Linked DNA regions of Salmo salar: region 1 is linked to region 2. A link is a contact called in public Hi-C data. All regions are on one chromosome and are shown on one strand. The core of a region is the stretch at or near the end of the contact, and the rest is flanking DNA. Distances in the headings are between cores, read along the strand shown.

Region 1 (4,461 bases), core at 1,527-4,026, 270 kb after region 2:
ACTTTCTTCACGATTAGTATTTCAGGATCTCTCAACTGACTGACATCCACAGACTGTTGGGCATCATCCACTAACATAGCAGTGTGTTTCCAGCTACTCTTCTGGACTGTGAGTTCATTACACTTCGTAACAAAATAGCCCTACCAACTAACCCTACACCAATTAAAAACCTCACCACTATTCCACTACTTGGCCCTAACTGATCCTACACCAGGCCGGCAGCCTGGGAGGACAGGACACTATCTATCACTCAACACAGCTTGTAACTCTTCTGCAGTAAAATCTTCTACACTAAAGTACATCTCTGCAGCTGCCACCAACACAGCTATTCTCTGTGATTTGTTCCTGCTGAGGCAGGTAGCCTAGCAGTTAAGAGTGTTTGGCCAGTAACATAAAGGTCGCTGGTTCGAATTGCTGCAACATAACCATAAGCTTGGCATACGTCAGGTGACGTCACTCCTACGCAACGCTCGTTTCTCAACCAAGCAGGGATTTGTAGATCTATGTAGCTATGCGGAGGGCTAGATGGGACTTATGTTTACACCTCCTGTGAACACTTGTGTAGGAGAGTTAAGGCACTATAGTCTAGGGTACAATTTGAACTGGGCATAACCCTGAGCCCTCCCCTCTCAATGCAAGTGCATGATGCCATCTGGTGGTGAAGATATAGCTAATACCAGAAAACTGCTACTGTACTTTGGGAATGAAAATATGTTCAGTTTAATTAGGGATAGTCTTGGCCAGTACAGAAAATCCAGTCCAATAAGTTCAGTTCAAGTCCAGTCAGTCCAGGCCAATTAGTCCAGTCAAGTATACTCCAGTCCAGTCTAGTCAGTCAAGTCTATATACAGTACCAGTCAAAAGTTTGGACACACCTACTCATTCAAGGGTTTTTCTTTATTTTCACTATTTTCTACATTGTAGAATAATAGTGAAGACATCAAAACTATGAAATAACACAAGTGGAATCATGTAGTAAGCAAAAAAGTGTTAAACAAATCAAAATATATTTGAGATTCTTCAGAGTAGTCACCCTTTGCCTTGATGACAGCTATGCAAGCTCTTGGGATTCTCTCAACCAGCTTCATGAGGTAGTCACCTGGAATGCATTTCAATTAAGATGTGTGCCTTCTTAAAAGTTAATTTGGGGAATTTCTTTCCTTCTTAATGCATTTGAGCCAATCAGTTGTGTTGTGACAAGGTAGGGGTGGTATACAGAAGACAGCCCTATTTGGTAAAAGACCAAGTCCATATTATGGCAAGAACAGCTCAAATAAGCAAAGACAAATGACAGTCCATCATTACTTTAAGAAATGAAGGTCAGTCAAGGCGTAACATTTCAAGAACTTTGAAAATTTGTTCAAGTGCAGTCGCAACCATCAAGCGCTATGATGAAACTGGCTCTCATGAGGACCACCACAAGAAAGGAAGACCCAGAGTTACCTCTGCTGCCGAGGATAAGTTCATTAGAGTTACCAGCTTCAGAAATTGCAGCCATCATGGTCGAATTGCTGCAAAGAAACCACTACTAAAGGACACCGATAAGAGGAAGAGACTTGCTTGGGCCAAGAAACACGAGCAATGGACATTAGACCGGTGGAAATCTGTCCTTTGGTCTGATGAGTCCAAATTAGAAATGTTTGGTTCCGCTGTGTCTTTGAGAGACGCATACAGTAGTAGGTGTGGTTCCCACTGTGAAGCATGGAGGATGTGATAGTGCAGGGGTGCTTGGCTGGTGACACTGTCAGTGATTTATTTAGAATTCAAGGCACACTTAACCATGGCTACAACAACTTTCTGCAGCGATACACTATCCCATCTGGTTTGCGCTTAGTAGGACTGTCATTTGTTTTTCAACAGGACAATGACCCACAACACACCTCCAGGCTGTGTAAGGGCTTTTCGACCTAGAAGGAGAGTGACGGCGTCGCATCAGATGACCTGGCCTCCACAATCACCCAACCTCAATCTAATTGAGATGGTTTGGGATGAGTTGGACTGCAGAGTGAAGGAAAAGCAGCCAACAAGTGCTCAGCATATGTGGGAATTGCTTCAAGACTGTTGGAAAAGCATTCCTGAAGCTGGTAGAGAGAAGAGTGTGCAAAGCTGTCATCAAGGCAAAGGGTGGCTATATTTTCATTTGTTTAACACTTTTTTGGCTACTATATGATTCCATGTGTTATTTCATAGTTTTGATGTCTTCACTATTATTCTACAATTTAGAAAATAGTAAAAACAAAGAAAAACACTTGAATGAGTAGGTGTGTCCAAACTTTTGACTGGTACTGTATGTCCAAACAGGGTTGGACCCCGGACATTGCTCTGCATTGCATTTAACTTTATAATGTTATGTCTCATTATTTAATTAATATAATCTGCTGGGTATTGAATAGGAGGCAAGTTCAACTGACCATTATTAGGCCCATGCTCTCAAGTGAACGAGATACATTCAATCTATACATTTGTTCAGGGTTTACATCTGAATCAATTTCAAACAATCAAACAGAGGTTTCTCCTTGACCAAAAACAAATGTTTCTCTACCAAAACGTCTGACCCTTAAATCTCTGCCATTACCCTTTAAAATATATTATATGCTTTCTGGGATATACAGTACATCAATATTTCCGTTATACACAAATTGAAATAGAAATGAACATTTACCTTATTGCTTTTTGCACTGCAGAATGTATTTATTTAATCTGATAACCTCAAGTGAGGTACCAGAATAGAAAGACTACAATAACCACAATCCATTGCAGGTCATGTTTATCCACGTTCCATGTGACGACAGATGATGGATGACAGCTGTGGGCTAAGAATAAAAGAACCGTTGATCTGCAACAGAACATTTTGGATTTCTTCTCTTTGGTCGATTTGTCCTCAAATTAAACAGATAAAATCTTAGCAAAGTAGCAGTTTACACAGTTAACCAGTCAAACAAAAAAATATGAAAAAAAATATCCAGCTACCAGAGTAATCGACAGCAATTTATTGCTTTCACAGCTAAGCTAGCTAGCTAGTTAGCAAGCCCAGAGAGGATCTCGACCAGACGTGTGACCAAGTAGTCACACCCTAATCTGGGGAAACATGAGTGAAATGTAGACCAGAGTAATGCAGCATGTAGTAGGACTTTTGTCATCGTGAAAGACATTCACTTTTTTCAGAATCTGGACATGGCTGCCTCATCATCATGCTACAGCCACAGCCGTCCGCGAGATAGCGCTTGCCAGCCTGTCTGCTAAATCAACTAGCTACATCGGAGCTTGAAAACAAATCGTTTTTTTTTGTTGCACATATAATATTGTGGTATTATGAATTCACCCATGTATACATTTGTCGCACGAGACGACAACAGTACTATTTATGCTGAAGTTTCCAAAATTCTCGTCGCTACTGGACAATGGAAGAGACTGAAAAAGGATAATCCCCGATTCAATTTGATGTTGGGCGAACGGAACAGACTGCCATTTGGACGGCTTGGTAAGAGTAACACTTTTGGCATACGCAGTAAATGGTCTTACATTGCATTGAATTCCTTTTGTTACAGTGTCAGCATTCTTGTTCTCACCCTCAAGCTAAACCCATGAATTGTGTCGCATGAAACAGCTGATGTAGACCTCTGATGGAGGCCCATAGGCTGATACACATCACAAGTGCTAATCTGGCACTCACTGCAATGCGCCCAGTCTCCTTGGGAGTCAAACCAGGACATCTACATTATGCAAAAGTGAAAACAAAGTTACTCCCTTATAGTACTGATCATTTTTCAGAATTATTCATTTGTGGCCCACCCCTGTCTCAGTTTATGATCAAGAGTTTGGCCTTGATTATCCTGCAGCCTATAGTCTATTGCTACTTTGTTACAAAATTATAACCACATTTTGGTGATATCACTGTATCCACATGCATCCTTGGTCACTGAATCATATCCTCAGTGGATAGGTCAGAAGATGCCACAAGTAGGCTATATTGGACACACTGAAATGCCGTGTTTGACCTTGGAGAGGGAGAAGGACCTAAGTGATTGCTAAATGATTTCTTGTGTTTACACCGCCCTATTGTAATAACTTTTTCATCCCTTTTTTCTGCATGCGTTTGTTTATCCTCCACAGGTCATGAGCCTGGACTGATGCAACTGGTGAATTATTACAGAGGAGCAGACAAGTTGTGCCGCAAAGCATCTTTAGTCAAGTAGGCATTTTCAAACCTTGACGAGTTGAAAGGGTTCCAGTGTAATAATTTTCACTCTGATAGTGTAATTTTCACTAAATCATGCTGACACTGTAAATATCATCAATATCCTCTTACTTTACATTGTGCAGGTTAATCAAGACTAGCCCGGAGCTTCCAGATCCCGGCAACTGGTTGCCTGAATCGTACATCATCTATCCTACTAACCTCAACACTCCCATTGCGCCTGCAAAGAATGGCATAAGCCACCTGAAAAGTAACCCCAAGAC
Region 2 (4,401 bases), core at 1,412-3,911:
GGGGCTATTCAATGCTAATGCAGTATGCCACAGGATGTTTTTGTGCTGGTCAAGGGCAGTCAGGTCTGGAGTGAACCAAGGGCTATATCTGTTCCTGGTTCTACATTTTTTGAATGGAGCATGCTTATTTAAGATGGTGAGGAAGGCACTTTTAAAGAATAACCAGGCATCCTCTACTGACGGGATGAGGTCAATATCATTCCAGGATACCCCAGCCAGGTCGATTAGAAAGGCCTGCTCGCTGAAGTGTTTTAGGGAGCGTTTGACAGTGATGAGGGGTGGTCGTTTGACCGCAGACCCATTATGGATGCAGGGCAATGAGGCAGTGATTGCTGAGATCTTGGTTGAAAACAGCAGAGGTGTATTTGGAGGGCAAGTTGGTTAGGATGATATCTATGAGGGTGCCCATGTTTACGGATTTGGGGTTGTACCTGGTAGGTTTCAACAAATTAATATGAATTTATATTCAATATTTATGATACATTAATTTGCTCAGTAGGCATATGAGACAAATTTAATGTGAAATTAAAATCAGACATTGTGTGAAAACATAGTTTAATTAAATACAATTGTAGATACATTTATTGGTGATACAGTGACATACATCTTGAGGGATGAAAGGAATTACAGCTCCAATATTTACATTTTGGGGGGGACATATCAAATCCACATAGAAGTGTTTTTTATAGATCTGTCATTCTCATTGAAAGCAAGTCTCAGAAGCAGTAGATATGTGCTATGTGTGCAATTTCTATGCGTTCTTAAATTTCGTTTTTGTATTTTACGTTAGGCTTAGTACACCTGCTTCAAACAGCTGAAAATGCTATATTTTTTCTCATGGAAAATATATATTTCACAGCGGTTTAGTTGGTATTAGGATTCTTTCCACTATACTTGCTTGTTTTGTCACATAAACTGAAATTAGGCGAACTATTATAATTTTAGCAACCAGGAAATGGTGGAGCGACACCTGCATAGGGCATCAAATTGCAGCATCATATTCCATAGCCACAAAGTCAACATAGGCTATATTGTAAAAATTCCTGAAAACGTAAATGAGCCTTTTGTTCTTAAATTAAGCATTGTGTTAGGCATAAAGTTAGCAGTGTGGTTAGGTTTAAAATACATTTTTCAGGAGATGAATTGTAGAAGACAACGCACCAAGCGCGGAAAAATACGAGGTCAAATCATGACGTCAGTGATCTTCATGTCTAGAAAGGGGCCCGAGTTGGAATTCCGAGTTGGATGACCGTTCAAAAAAAAAATCCCAGTCGGAGCTCGTTTTTTGAAGTTCCCAATTGTTTTGAATGCACTAAAGTCGAATATTTTAGATTTTACAATTGTTTTGAACGCGGCATATGGAAGCCAGAGACAACCGTTTCATTAAGGTCACGTGGGTCGTCCTGGAGTACGGATGAAAAAATAAGCGTCATTAACGGGTCCAAATCGCCGGAAAAGCTTCAAAATAGAAGTCCTCCGTTTACTTGAACACTCACAAATGGTACTATATTTGGCTGTATCAAGATGCCTTATTCTGTTTCATTGTTCCTACCCTCCTCTTTTCATGCTATTGTAGGAGGTATTAAGTCTTATTGTTGAGTGCTTGTGGTTATTTGTAAGTAGATTAAATAAAACATGTAATCAGTACATGTAATTATTTTAATAATGGGACATCGAAATGTGTATTAAACAAATTGCTTTTACAGTCTTCCAAAATACACGAGTTGAAAACGAAATAATGATTGAAAGTTCAATATTTTTCATTTAAATGATCTGTAATAATAGTTTAATTTTCATTTCACTAGATGGCACTGTTCTCCATGCTGCTCATATCCAGGCATGTCATGCATCTATGTCATTGCAGGTTTCCTAGAGGGGAAATAACAATAGGTCAAGTGAGTTAGATTTTCATTTTATTCACATTTTAGTTTTGAATACAATAAAAAAATCCCAAGCCAAAAATAACACAAAACACTGAATAGATTTTGTTCATAAGCCATGCAAGTGGCACAATCATGAAATAAACATTGGGATTAAGTTATTTGGTAAGGTTCAATGCTATCCGGGATTCTTGGGACATCCCTAAACTCTAACCCCAACCCTTACCCTACCCCAACTCTTGTTAACCATTGAAAATGTCAACTTCAATGGGGTAAGGACTTCCCAAGGATGCCAGATAGCACAGACCATTGGGAAAAAATGAGCTCGCCTTGGAAGTACTTGACAGTTTTAACCCTCAGTTCCATGGTTGCATCCTCCTCACACAAAAACACAGTCTGGGGTCTCTGCTGGAAGGCAGACACTGTCATGTGGTTCACCGCTATCCTCTATGGCCTTGTACAGTGCAAACACTGTGGTCCCGTCCAAAGTTATCCCTGGACGGGGCCAATGTGAAAATGTTCTCTTCAAAACATGTTTAAATCCTGTTCTGTTACGAGTGGACAGTAGTTAGAAAACCACTAATACTTCCAGCAACAGTGTTGGTATTGTTTTTTACAGGGCACTATAACGAAAAGCGTTATCATTAGGCTATAGTTAAGAATAATAATACAGTAAATCTATATTTGTTCATTTTCAAATGTTTGAGTAACTTTTAACTATACGTTTTGTGATTTTTAAATCAGAAAAACGTCCTGTAACAGTTTTTCAGGGGACTTTTATTTAGAAAATTGTCCGTATGATCACATGACCTCAATTGCGATAGGTTCACAATGCTTGTGTGTTTTGAAAGCATCAATGTTAGCTAATCATTTATACATTTTGTAGATTCGCTAAATCCACACGATAATAATCGCAGATCTGGACCAGACACAGGGTACAGTAACTGTACTTTCATCAACTTTGTGTGTCCTATACCGTAGCTAGCTAGAAGCCTAAGACTGTTATCATCAAACTGTGCATGGCTTCTCAAATCAAATGTTATCACTGTCGAACTACTTGTAGCTAATCATTCATTGTGGCTAATTTGTTGATGTCGGTATAACCTCTAACCTGCTAGAGCTAATGAACATGTTTTATCATAGCGTTTACTCTTCTTTCTTGCTCATCCTATCTCCAAACAGTCAGGAACAGCTAGCTAGCTGTTCGTTTGGTGAAAGTACTTCCTTGCCCAAGACAAGCTGTCATGAGTCCCTAATTGTCAACTCCCACAGTACAACAGAACTGTGATGGGATATGGCGGCACCAGAAACTCAGCTCATGTTAAGCGTTGGATTAATTGGTAAGGAAAGACATATCTTTCCCCTTTTCTAATTATTTTTACCCTGCTTTTTTGATTGAAGCGTGCCAGGTTTGCTTCTGTTTGGCTTTGACTGGCATCACATGAGATCAACAAAGATTTGTTTAACTAACCCAAGATAGACCACAGCCTGCCGTTTCCAATGGGAGCAAATTAATCATAGTGTGTAGAACCAAGCACGAGTTAGCGAGATCCTATTGGCGCGTTCTAGCATATTTCCGTCAGGGAACGCCTACGCTGTGAACCGTGTGTATGCAATAACTCAATTCGTCTTTACAATTCCTTTTAAAGAACTACATTTTTAGAAACTTTGGCAATGGGTGAAGTCTACAAAACTTAGTCTGTTCTGTTCATAACAGATTCTAGTTTTGGGAACAGAACTGTATTGAGATACAATGTTTAATTGATAAGATTTGCAGAATGTTGGCCAAAATCCATCTCGTTCCATCTTCTCCCACCAGTGGGCTTCCTCTCACTACCATATTTGGTAGTGAGTGGAAACGCCAACAAGATGCTTCATATTTATACATCCAGTGAAATATCTGTCTCATTGTTCCATCTGTGATATCAATGTGATGAAGTATTTTACCATCTTTGATTTTACTTCCTGTAAGCGTGAGAACAGATTAATTTAGTTAAAGATCTGTAATATTGATACTAATGAGTTGTGAAAGTAATATGACACAGTATTCTCATATTCTTCCCCACACAGAGAAAGATGTGAATGCAGACACCTTGTGGGTGTGGTGCTATCCTTCAGTCAGTGCTGAGCTCCGGGAGGTCCTGCTCAGTAAGTGCTGTCTCAGACAGGACAGCCGAGGCTTGCACACTTTTGTGTTTGGCCAGTTCTGCCGTACCTGGTACTACATATCCACTGTAGAGGTGCAGGAACCCACCGCCCTAAAGAAGGTACAGTTAGTTTTGAAATTCTCCATTCATTGAAATAATTTGAACTTGTAGGTCTAATGATAAATTATATTGCTCGTATTTCTCTCTTTTTAGGTCACACATTTTTCAATAGTTGTCACAGCAAAGGACTTCAACCCTGAGAAGTATGCAGCATTCAGTCGAGTACTATGCAGGTACAGCATGCTACGCTAATGCATCCCCATGGCTAAATGTCTGCTTATTTAATACTTCCCAAAAACATATTTCTTCATGTG

What was found. Hi-C and Micro-C count contacts between places; a contact is called where the count stands out from the background.
Region 1: a contact with region 2 is called in a Hi-C map of muscle, with 2.2 times the contacts expected there. The contact joins the promoter of LOC106576805 here to the promoter of LOC106576813 in region 2. A contact is called at or near these places in 2 of 3 Hi-C or Micro-C datasets (gill and muscle).

What each region holds. Positions count from the first base shown.
Region 1 is chrssa18:8,346,660-8,351,120 of Ssal_v3.1, forward strand. LOC106576805 (tubulin--tyrosine ligase) reads left to right here and starts at 2,777. Exons shown (of 7, transcript XM_014154235.2): 1 at 2,777-3,481; 2 at 4,114-4,192; 3 at 4,324-4,461. The coding sequence starts at 3,313.
Region 2 is chrssa18:8,075,948-8,080,348 of Ssal_v3.1, forward strand. LOC106576813 (DENN domain-containing protein 10) reads left to right here and starts at 2,662. Exons shown (of 10, transcript XM_014154252.2): 1 at 2,662-2,815; 2 at 3,063-3,220; 3 at 3,951-4,147; 4 at 4,241-4,320. The coding sequence starts at 3,175.